Regions from separate parts of the Sus scrofa genome. Here all the other regions are linked to region 1. A link is a contact called in public HiChIP or PLAC-seq and promoter capture Hi-C data. All regions are on one chromosome and are shown on one strand. The core of a region is the stretch at or near the end of the contact, and the rest is flanking DNA. Distances in the headings are between cores, read along the strand shown.

Region 1 (2,648 bases), core at 47-2,546:
AGTTTACACCTTTAAAACAATGCCATGAATATTTAAAGACGACAGTTAACCCTTTCCTTCTCGGCCACGTTTAAGTTTTTTCAAACGAGGGCGCTAGGCGGGTCGCAGAGCCGGGGTAAGTGGGGGCGGGAGAGGGGGCAGCCGCGGCCCGGTACCTACCTCCCCCCAGGTCCCTAAGCCCAGGAAATAAGCAATGGGGGGGACGCGGCGAGGTGGACGAAGGGGCCAGGCGCCCTCGGGGAAGCACGCGTCGAGGCGGCTGCCGGAGCGCCGAGTGCAGCACGCGGGGACACCTTAAATCCCCGGCTGCCGCCTTTAAAGGCAACCCGGGCCCGGGCTCTTTGTGCGGCGCAGCCGGGCGGAGGCGGAGCGGGACGGCCGGCGGGGCCATGCCCGCCCGCCCTCTGTCCCGGTGGCTGCGGCGGGAACCGTGCGGCCCAGGCCACGGGGAGGGCGCGAGGCGCGCACAGCCCACCGGCCGCTGCGGGTCCCCTGACTCGCGGCCTGGCCAGGTCGGGGCGTCCGGGGTCAGGCGGCCCCCGCGGGCGGGGGTGGGGGTGGGGGTGGGGAGGGCCCGGAGGCGCCGCGCGCCGCGCCCGGGAGACCGGGCTGGGCTCTCCCGCCGCGCGCGCGGGCCGCCGCCGCCGCAGCACAAAAATGTCGGCGGGCGAAAAAATTAACCCCTGCGTCGCCGCCGCCGCCCTCCCCCTCCACTCCTCCCCCGCCCTCTCCTCCCTCCCTCCTTCCCCGGCCCCGCGCGGCGGCGGCGGCGGCGCGGGCGGTGCTTCTTTTTTAAAGCGGCCCCACCAAGCCCTGGCTCGGCCCCTCTCCAGGCAGCGCTGCAGAGCGCCGGCCGTGCACGGCTCCCGCGGCGCCCGGGCGGCCCGCGGGGGGATCCGCACGGCCGCCCTGGGCCTGCGGACGAATATTCCCCTTTAAGCTTGGTGTCTCGCCCCCCCTCCCTGAACCAGGCGCTTACCGGTTCGCTTTGCGCCCTCCGCCTCCTCCCGCGAACGGGACTCCGCCGCTCCCACAATGCACCGGGCGCGGCCGGGCTCCCTTAAGCGTCGCCTGAATAAAAAGGCCGCTCCAGGCGGCGGAGGGCGGGAGGACCCTGGGCCGCGCCTGGGCGCCGCGGGGGCTCAGCCTGGCTCGGCGGGCCCCTGCCGGGAACCGGGCCGCCGCGCTCCACCGTGCGCTGCGAGCGAGGGGCCTTTAAGGGCCGGCTCCCTCCCTTTAAGAGGCGGTGAGCCGCGGCCTGAGCGGCTCGGTGGCTGCGTGCGGCCCGGGAAGGGGGCGGGGGCGATGTGCAGGCCCGAGCGCGGCAATGATTGGTCTCGGGGGAAGGGTGGGGGGTTGCAAACCCGAGGAGCGGTGGCATCCGTTGCATGATGCAAAAAGGATTGATTTCAAAAGTTGCGAGTTGCATTGGCAGCAGCCTTTGGCGCCCGGGCCACCTCCTTTTCCTTGACCCGCTGGAAAGGCTGGGAATGTTTCCCCAAACCTGGCGGGCTCGACCGCGCTGCGTTCTGCCGGACGCTGTACCTGTTCCCCGCGCGAGTGCTTTCCAACGCCAGACAGTAATCTGGGAAACAACTTGCAAATAGAGTAGGAGCAGAGGGAAGGCTCCCTCTGCTGCGATGAAGGACTTGGAAACTCAGACGGCGCGCTTGGTTAATAACGACTTCCATCGTCTCCCTTCTATTGTTCACCCTGGCTGAGGGAATTAACGTGAGCCTTAGTGAACACGCACACGTCCTGCAAAGTTTCTTGAAGGTTTCATATGCTTGGTAGGAAGTCAGCTTCAGGTTCCTCGGTTACATTGTTTGCCCTCCGCAGGTCCAAGTAAACATGGCAGCCTCATAGTGGATGTGTTTGAAGTCACACTCACAGGAGCGCCTCAGCTTGTGAAATTACTTTTTTCAGATTTTCAACTTTCTAGTGCAATGCTGAATAAAATAAAGCAAGGTGCTTTCCTACGACGTCTTTTAGGGCTTCCCTTAAAACCGAGGCGTGGGGAGGAATGCCGACCAAACTTTTCTGGAGGGTGTTCATCATTTTCCAAATCTGTGTGGGGGCAGAAGTGCTTTAGGTTATGTTGTCAGGTTGGCAGGACACGCAGATGCCCATTTCATTCTGGAAATTTCTGCTTAACAGTTCCCCAGGGTTTTGATCTAGGTGAGGATGCAGTCGTGACCGGGTTGCTGCAGGCTCCTCTTTCTCTGTCCTTTCTGCGTATCCCTATAGTAAGTTAGGAAAAAACAGAATAGCCTGGAGTCTTTAATGTCATGCTTTGGGCTTTTGTAAGAGTGGCAACCCTGTGGTTGACAAACCTAGATTTGTCTCTGAATCGCCTTGTGGAAAGGCATGTATACACAAACCCAGCCAACACCCCAGACCTCCAGAGTGGGGGAAGGAGGCTGCAGGTATCTTAATTCCTCTTATCCCCTCCCTTTTAAAATCAGTTCTGTAGCGTTTTGGTATTGTGTGTTTGTTTATTTTTTGGCAAAAAAAAATCACAACTAGAAAGAAAGATCCGGGGGGGCTGGTGGGAGGTGGCTCAACGGAGGTGTGTAAGGGCCCTTGGTGACGATGCGTGTTTCGGGCAGAGGAGTCTGATGTTTGTGCCGTAGTCAGCAGAGTGTGTC
Region 2 (2,648 bases), core at 106-2,605, 240 kb after region 1:
TCAGCCTTGTGCAAAATGTGTGTTTGGTTGCATGTACCTCCCCTTTCACCCAAGTCCCATTTACTGACGTCCCCCCTACCTCTTTGGAGCAGTGTCTCAGAGCACCCTGAAATGCTGCCTCCTGGGCTATGGTCCTCACTTTGCTCCAAATAAAACTTAATTCACAACTCTCAGGTTGTGCATTTAAAAAAAAAAAGTCAGCTGTAAATTGAAACAAACAATTCTCTTTCTTTTATTTTGTTAAACCATCTCACCCATTATCAAATGACTGAATAGTATTTCTTTCCCTTTTAGTGTGGACAAAGCAACATGCCATATACTGTTCATTTATGACTTAACCAGAAATTTAAAAACAGCTTCAGAGTTCCTGCTGTGGCACAGTGGGTTAAAGACCCAGTGTTGCCTCGGCTGTGGCAGAGGTTGCAGATGGGGCTTGAATCAGGAACTTCCATATGCCACAGCTCCAGCCAAAAAAGGAATAAATAAATAAATAAATAAATAAACAAACAAACAAACAAACACAGCTTCAATGGCATAGAAACAAAAAATGCATTGTAAACAGTTGTTAGGGTCTTTTAAAAATTAAAATCTCTGATAACATTTTGGTCCACTTTAATTGTTCTTCTTGGATTGGTCTTTAAAAAAAAAAAAGAATTTCTGATTAGACCTCCAATCATCTCACTGAAAATCTTGATTGCTGAACACATTAACTAAAGAAATTATTTCAGTTTGTTGGGGTAAATGTTCAATTATCACCAAAATATGTAAGCAATCTAGAACTCAGGTAGGAGAGACAAATTTACCTCAATGTATGTAGTGACTAGCCTATGTTTACAGGAAATTCACAGACTAGCAATGAATACCTTTTACTCTATACTTATGAGATGGTATATTGTTCAGGGTTTTCTTACTCTAGCACATTAATTTGGTAAGCAGGTAACTTCAGGAACTCTGCTATGAACTCCCTCTGTAATTAAGGATCTGGCCTTAATTAACGTAATTGAAGTGTTCGACTAAGAGGTTTCTTGCACCTGAGCTAGTAGGTACATGCAAGTATAGTTATGTCTTCCTTTTTTTATTGAAGTATAACTGACATAGTTATAATAATTTAACTTAAAAATGCAGCATCGATTCAGAATACTCGTATTCCATTTCAGTTCACGTTCATTGCATCTTTACTAATGGAAACTACAAGTGTGCTGTTGGAGGATGCCGCCAGGGGCGCTAATCCACAATGGCTTCGTCAACAATAGGTAACCCGGAGCGCTCTTTCCCCTCCTCTCGCTCAACTCAGCTTCCGCCGGAAGTGGCCATGTAAGTTGTTGTCGTTCGGTGTTTGGGTTCACTTCATGTAGTAGGTGCGCGGCGGCTGGCTGGGTGGAAAGGTTTGGTCCGAGGAGCCGCAGAGGGGCGACTCGAGCTTAAAGCCGGGCAGAAAAATGGACGTTCTTAAGTCCGAGATCCTCCGGAAGCGGCAGTTGGTGGAAGACAGGAACCTGTTGGTGGTGAGGATAGTTGGGGTCATGGGGCGTTGGCGCTGGAGGAGCTGAGAGTTTGCGTGGGGGAGGGGTTGGGGGAGGGCTACGGTACTGAAAGGGTCCTTGCTGGTGGGGCTTAGCCAGAGCCCCGCCACTGCTTCGGAGTGACTCTCTCTAGACCCACTGTGCCGTCGGTACTCACTCTAGAACCTTTGGGATGGAAGTGTGGGAATTGTAGGAAAAACCGAGATTTTGGAAGTCCCTCCCCTCTCCCCCCAACTGTTGCTTGTAGCCATTCCCATATGTAGGTATTCTTGCGACGTGTCCCATTTCCACTTCTGTCGTTTTACGAAGGATTTGTGCCCAACTGGAATGTAAAGGAAGAGCCGATTCGGAATTACTCCTTAGAATTCTTTGGTTTCTTTCTTTTAGTGTCAGAAGTTCTTAGATAACCGAAGTAAAGCGAATCACCGAAGTAGTAATTAGTAAAAGTTGACTGTGCGCACACCAGCAAACAATCCCAAAAATCAGTTCGCCACCCAAAACCTGGAATGAGGCCCAGGTGTAGGTTGTTATAAAGCAGCTTCTATGATGGGGAGGCAGTGACTGTTTTTTCTTCGCAGTGCTCATATATTAGAATTTTGTTAAATGATAGGGAATTGGCTAATGGTTACTTCATATCGTTTTGGGGAAACAGTTTTAAGTTTTGCTTATGATTTCCAGAGGCTTAAGCAAGAAATGGCTCAAGTCAAATTAGTCTTGTGGGATAAGCTAAATTGAGTTTTGACTGAATTGATTTTGTCTGGAGTGTTTAAGGCTGGTGTTTGTGTGTGATTTTAACCTCAGTAAAACCCAATTTAAAAAGGTTCCCCCACACCCCCAGCATATACAAAAGCTAATTGACGAGCTCTCGTCACTAAAGGAGAAGGTTAAGACGCGAGTTAGTAAAGAGGAGAAAGAATTACCTGATTGTAGAACTTCTTTCTTGAACCTCCATCATGGACGGATCACAGCATTTGGTGTCAGGATCTCTTTCTACTCATCCAGAATTATTGAGGGTCCCAAAGGGCTTTTGTTGGTGGGTTTATCAATATTTACTGTTAGAAGTGAAAGCTGAGAGGTTTTAAAAATGGGTAATTCAGGAGTTCCCGTCGTGGCTCAGTGGTTAAC
Region 3 (2,648 bases), core at 112-2,611, 220 kb before region 1:
ATGAAAATCTCTCACCCCACCTGGGCTCTCAGCCCTCTCCCGCCAGGACACCTGCAGTAGATGATGTATTTACTGAGAATGAGCCTTCTCAAAAGACAAGAAAGGTTGGCCTTTCAAGAATCCTGCAAAATATACTTGGCGATAGGAAACACAAGGGGATCAGCCATTTCTCCAAATAAAGGGGGTATGTCAAGAGGGGGCACCGAAAGCATGAAACCAATGAGCATCTCACTAAATAGCCTCCCACACTGCTTTGCATTCACCTACCGCAAAACCACATCAGTGAACAGCGGGGAAGCATGTTATAATTTCAGTGTTCTTAGCTGCGCTGAGATTCTATCTAGTCATGGAAGCATCAGAGAGGACGGGGCACCACCCTCCTCCCCACCCCAACTCTTTAAGCTAAGCAGAGCTGGCTTTAACACTTGCTGTAAGAATAGCTACTAACCTGACATATCAGGCATTGTTCTGAGTGCTTCCGTGTGTTATCCCTTAATCCTCACAATGACGTTAAGAAGTAAGCTCTGTATATCCAAATCCTTTATTTAAAGTCTTCCGAGCAAGCTGTTTCAGAACGCAGAATTTTTTGGATTTTAGGAAGATATTAAGGTGCATGTAATTTATACACTTCCCCAAAAGGGTCTGAAACAGATTTCGTACAAACTAATTAAGGTGCCTTCAGGGAAACAAATAATCCCAAGTGATGGAAATTAACACTGTATACAACTTACTTTACATCGGTTTGGGTCAGGTTTTGCCACCAAATGAACTAAGAAAGGCTTTAGATTTTCAGGCTCTTGGAATTTTGGACTGTAATAGGCTCCACTTTACAGATAAAGAGAATGAGGCACCGCAAGATAGGTAACGTCCAAGGTCACATAGTTAAGAAGTGGTGAGAGGGCTCAAGCTTTCAGGACCAAGGGGGTCAGGAGAAAACCACCTCGACACACTTTCTGTACCAGAAACTACCCCACCCTAGACCTTTTCACCGCACAGCCAGCGGCTGCGTATGCCCTCCCCTCCTCACCCCATTCCTTCCCTGCTTAGAGCTTCTGTAGTACTCATTTTATCTCTCCTTAATGCGGTTTAAAATAGCGGAGGCGAGCCTGTAGCGTCAACTTACCCCAGGCACCCCTAACAATCGCAGGAGGAACGTTCAGGAATTGGGTCTGGGGCAGGTACTGACTTTTAGCCCTCCCAGCCCTGCGTAGGGGGTTAACTTCAGGGGGGTGTGGAGGGCCACGCACGAAGAGCTGGCCTGGAGCAGGAGGTCTCAAGAGAGGAGTCGAATCCTTCAGGAGACCAGGAGAGGGCGCGTCCGCCTTTTCCCGTTTGAATTTCTTTTCTTTCCCTTCCCCCATCCGTTTTTCTATCTAACTAGCGAGAAGCTTGTTTGCTCAATTACATGCTTGGTATCCAGCTGATGGGGGCTGTGTCAGCCCCTTCATTTGTAAACCAAGCTCTTCCCTCCTGTGATGTCCTTCCTGGTCTTCTGCAGAAAACTGCTCCCAGACCGTCTCTCCCACCTCCTAGGATCCCACCCTAATTTCTGTTTTCTTGTCTTGCACGAGGAGCTTGTTACCAGAAGAGCTTGCCACACTGGCTTGGCAGAGACCTTGACCTCGCGATCAGATGCCTTGTGTGTCCTGCGTCTGCTTCCTTGCTTATCCCTTTACGTTCTCGCGGTGCTTGGAATGCAGACTAAGGCGGCTCTCCCTTCCTCGTCTGGTTTTCTTCCTTTCTTTCCCTCCCTCCCTTCCTTTTTTCTTTTTTTTTTTTCAAGGCCGCACCCGCGGCATATGGAAGTTCCCAGGCTAGGGGCAGAGCTGTAACTGCCTGATTACGCCACAGCAACGCGGGATCCGAGCGGCATCTGGGACCTACTTCATAACTCATGGCAATGCCAGATCCTTGACCCACTGAGCAAGGCCAGAGATCCAACCCGCATCCTCATGCATACTAGTCGGAGTTATTGCTGAGCCACATGGGGGAACTCCCTTGATTTCTTTCTTTTCATTCTGTCTAGTCCATTCCAGATAAAATCCAGGTCAATCCAGCAATCTCACCTGCCTTGAGCACCTGGAGCATCCAGTTGTCAGCTGATGGCTTGTTCCCCGGGAACAAGAATCCGAGAAGCATCCTGCAGGCTTCCTGTTTTTATTTGATTATTTATATATATATATATTTTTTTTAGAGTTAAGTTTTATTTGGGTGAAGTTAGGACTTAGGCCCGAGAGACAGCATCTGAGAAACCGCTTGGAGGCTTTGTGTTTTTAATTAAAAGTCTATTTTAAGGACAAAACCCGGTGGAAAGCCATGCGTGCAAGGTTAACTATATCTAGATGTAAGGCCTTTAACAGAGATCTAGGCTTTGACCCAAGGATGCCTGAGACCATCGTCCCTCTCTTTCCGTGGGGCACAGCCCCCAGTGGCTCTGGACTTATATAGGGACCCCCCCCCGCAGCGAAGACCGACTCCTTACACTTCATTTAATTAGTAATTTATTTTAATCAAGGAAGAATGTCACGGTCGTCACACTGACACCTTGGGAGGGAGCTACGCTAATCATACCACCAACGCTTATTCACCTTGGCCAATCCGGCATTAACCAGGTCAGGGCCTAGAGTTGTAGGCTGGCTCATGGGAGA
Region 4 (2,648 bases), core at 104-2,603, 180 kb after region 1:
CCGGGCCGGCTCGGCCCGGCCCGCCGCTTACCTCGGCTCACCAGTTTGAAGCTCTGCGATTTCCTGCTCCTCTTCCTCTCCGAGAACTCCATGGTGCCGCGGGCAGGCAGGGCAGGGGCTGCGGCCGGGGGCGGCCGGCCGGGCGGAGGGAGGGAGCGGCGGCCGAGGCGGCGGCGGCGGCGCTGGCTCTTGTCACCCGGCAGCGGGAGCGCGGGGACCAAGGTCCGTCTCTTGGATCCGCAGGGGGGAGGCACAGGCGAGGGAAAAACCACTCGAGCCCGCCCGGGGGCTGCGGCCGGCGGGGCTGGGTGGGAGGCGCTCTCCCGGGAGAAGTTGCCCCCTCCTGGCCGCCGCTCAGCGCGCCCCCCGAGCCCGGCTCATCCCCGGCTGCTGGGCGAGACGCCGCCGGAGCCGAACTTTCCGTTGGGGAGCGAGTTGGGGGCGGGGAGGGCGGGCCGGAGCTGCCGGCGCCCTGGGCGCTCGCCGCGGGCCGGCCTGGGCGCAGCTCCGGACGCGGCGGCGGCGGTGGCGGCGGCGAGCGCGGCCCCGGGGACGCGGCCGGCGGGCGGGCGGGCCGAGGGCGGCGGCGGCGGCGGGGTGCTAGCCGGGTCGGGGCGCTGACCGCCCCCGCGGGAGGAGGGGCGCTGCGAGGAGGCGGCGCCGCCGGGACCCCGGGGCCACCTGCTGGCAGAGCGCGGCCGCCGCCACCCACCGGCCTGGCCTCGCGGCGCCCCGAGGAGAAGCCGGAGGCCGCGGCGCAGCGCCCTCGGCCCGGCTGGCCGCCCTGCCAACCCCCGGGGACGGCGGGCCGTGCCCGGCGCGGGGGGTCGGCGAGTCGGGGCGCTGCTGTCGGGGGCTCGGCTCCCTGCCCGGAGCGTGCCCGCCGCTCCCCGGGGCGGATCTCGTTCTCAATAGCCCTGGGTGTCTGAGACCCTCGTGGCCAGCTCACTCCTCGCCTTGAGATTCAGGGTGTCGGAGGGCCAAACTCCCTGGTTTCAGGCAAGTTTGGGGGTGGGGGTGGGGAACCAAACCAAAAACTTACCCATCTGCGCTCTGCAAGGAGGAGAGGTTTTAGAATTTACGGATGAAGCCGAGTATGGAAAAGAGTAAGCTTCAGTTCTTTACCACCCCAGTACAGGAGGGTTGCAAGAAGATCGGGAGTTAGAGTCAAGGAGAGAACTTGGAATGTGGGGCTTGGGAGGGCGGAAGGGGTGAGCCGTGCGACGTCAGTGGGTGCAGGATCGCTCTGCTGACTCTGAGGGAAGAAATGGCCAAGGCAGGTGCCGAGGGCTCTGCCATTTCGTGTAAGAACTCCAGAATAATTGGCAGGAACGCAAAGCTTGTATTCGTTTTATATAATATTCTTTTCTAGGGAGCGAAGAGCGCACTATTGCTTCCTCACACCAACTTCATTGTGCGGATGGAAGAGAATTTTATACCACCTGGGAATGGTAGTACAGAAAGGTGATCTGACAAGCCTAAAAGTACTGCCGTCAAACTGATCATCTCTAGACCAAATACAAAGAGAGAAAAGAGATGGACGACCCATCTAGCCCTGTGACAAATTCAGGTGGCCTCAAAAGAGTACAGAAGAGTGAGGGGAAAGGGTATGTTGATAAATGTGGTAACAGGTTCCACCGTGAGTCTCATTCAAATGGGGGAGACAGCTTCTCAGGATCCACTCTTATTTAAGAGGGACAACTAGGAGGAAGGGGGAAGCGGGAGGCCACCTGCATAAATGCACCTGCACCAGGAAATCAAATTAAGGAACAAGTAACCCACCAAATACTGGAAGCAGAGCCTGGTACACCTTCTGAGGTCTTATGTTAGGTGGTATATATGCAGCAAGTGGGGAGGCTGTTTATATATCCCTGGCTTGGAGATGAGACAGAGGACTGTTCAAACCCTTAAATAAGAGGTTCTGAACCTATTGGGTCACTCTCTCCTCAGAGATTATATGCAGAGCTCAGGGCCTTTGCCCAGAAAACATGTGTAGGACAAACAAAATTTTGTGTAGATTTTTTTGTGTGTGTGTGTGAGTTCTAAAAGGTGGCAGAAAGAGTTAAAGGGATAACAAGGGTTAGTCACCTACCGAATTTGGTTCTCTACCATTTAATACCCCCTCCCCGCCTTAGAACCAAACACCCAAAGATGTTTTGAAGGTGTCTAAAGAAATAAAGAGTATGATTTTGTTCCCTGGGCTGGGACCCTTATTTCTTTCTCGTAATGCCTCTAAAAATATTATTCCAGAAGCCGCAAGGCTGAACACTATACTGATTGAGAAACATTGAGGATCGTTCATGCCTTGGAGCATAAAATGAGATTTTATTATGCTTAAGCTATGATGAAATCATTGAAGGTGCCATACTAAGAAGCAGATCCCTAGGGGGATTTTAACAACTTAGCATTTTCAGTTCAAGAGGGGATATGAATTCTATTTGCTGAAGAAAATATTTTTGATACAGTTATGAAGAAAATTTTTCATTGTAATAATGTTTTAAAATAATGGTCATTTTCCTTGACCCTTCTTCCTGGCTCAATATGAATGGTCTGTGTGCAATTTGGTCTACTGAGGTCATAGGTCAGGCCTGTCCTATTAACATGTAGAGAAAATCAATATTTGTTTATTCTCCACGCTGTGCAAATCA

The links. Promoter capture Hi-C pulls out the DNA fragments that hold promoters and counts their contacts. HiChIP or PLAC-seq counts read pairs in DNA pulled down with a chosen protein or histone mark.
Region 2: a promoter capture Hi-C map of liver shows a contact between it and region 1, with 4 times the contacts expected there. The contact joins the promoter of PRPF18 here to the promoter of SEPHS1 in region 1. A contact is called at or near these places in 1 of 5 promoter capture datasets (liver) and 1 of 2 datasets of contacts at active chromatin or transcription factors (alveolar macrophages).
Region 3: an H3K27ac HiChIP or PLAC-seq map of alveolar macrophages shows a contact between it and region 1. The contact joins the promoter of LOC100736825 here to the promoter of SEPHS1 in region 1. A contact is called at or near these places in 1 of 5 promoter capture datasets (liver), 2 of 47 Hi-C or Micro-C datasets (heart right ventricle and skeletal muscle) and 1 of 2 datasets of contacts at active chromatin or transcription factors (alveolar macrophages).
Region 4: a contact with region 1 is called in an H3K27ac HiChIP or PLAC-seq map of alveolar macrophages. The contact joins the promoter of BEND7 here to the promoter of SEPHS1 in region 1. A contact is called at or near these places in 3 of 47 Hi-C or Micro-C datasets (embryonic fibroblasts, fibroblasts and skeletal muscle) and 2 of 2 datasets of contacts at active chromatin or transcription factors (alveolar macrophages and skeletal muscle).

What each region holds. Positions count from the first base shown.
Region 1 is chr10:48,358,027-48,360,674 of Sscrofa11.1, reverse strand. SEPHS1 (selenide, water dikinase 1) reads right to left here and starts at 1,296. Exons shown (of 9, transcript XM_021064859.1): 1 at 980-1,296.
Region 2 is chr10:48,120,887-48,123,534 of Sscrofa11.1, reverse strand. PRPF18 (PRP18 pre-mRNA processing factor 18 homolog (S. cerevisiae)) reads left to right here and starts at 1,355. Exons shown (of 10, transcript NM_001244859.1): 1 at 1,355-1,505. The coding sequence starts at 1,440.
Region 3 is chr10:48,583,047-48,585,694 of Sscrofa11.1, reverse strand. LOC100736825 (protein transport protein SEC31-like) reads right to left here and starts at 1,361. Exons shown (of 3, transcript XM_021064282.1): 1 at 1,124-1,361. The coding sequence starts at 1,361.
Region 4 is chr10:48,176,299-48,178,946 of Sscrofa11.1, reverse strand. BEND7 (BEN domain-containing protein 7) reads right to left here and starts at 1,353. Exons shown (of 8, transcript XM_021064855.1): 1 at 1,043-1,353; 2 at 32-230. The coding sequence starts at 92.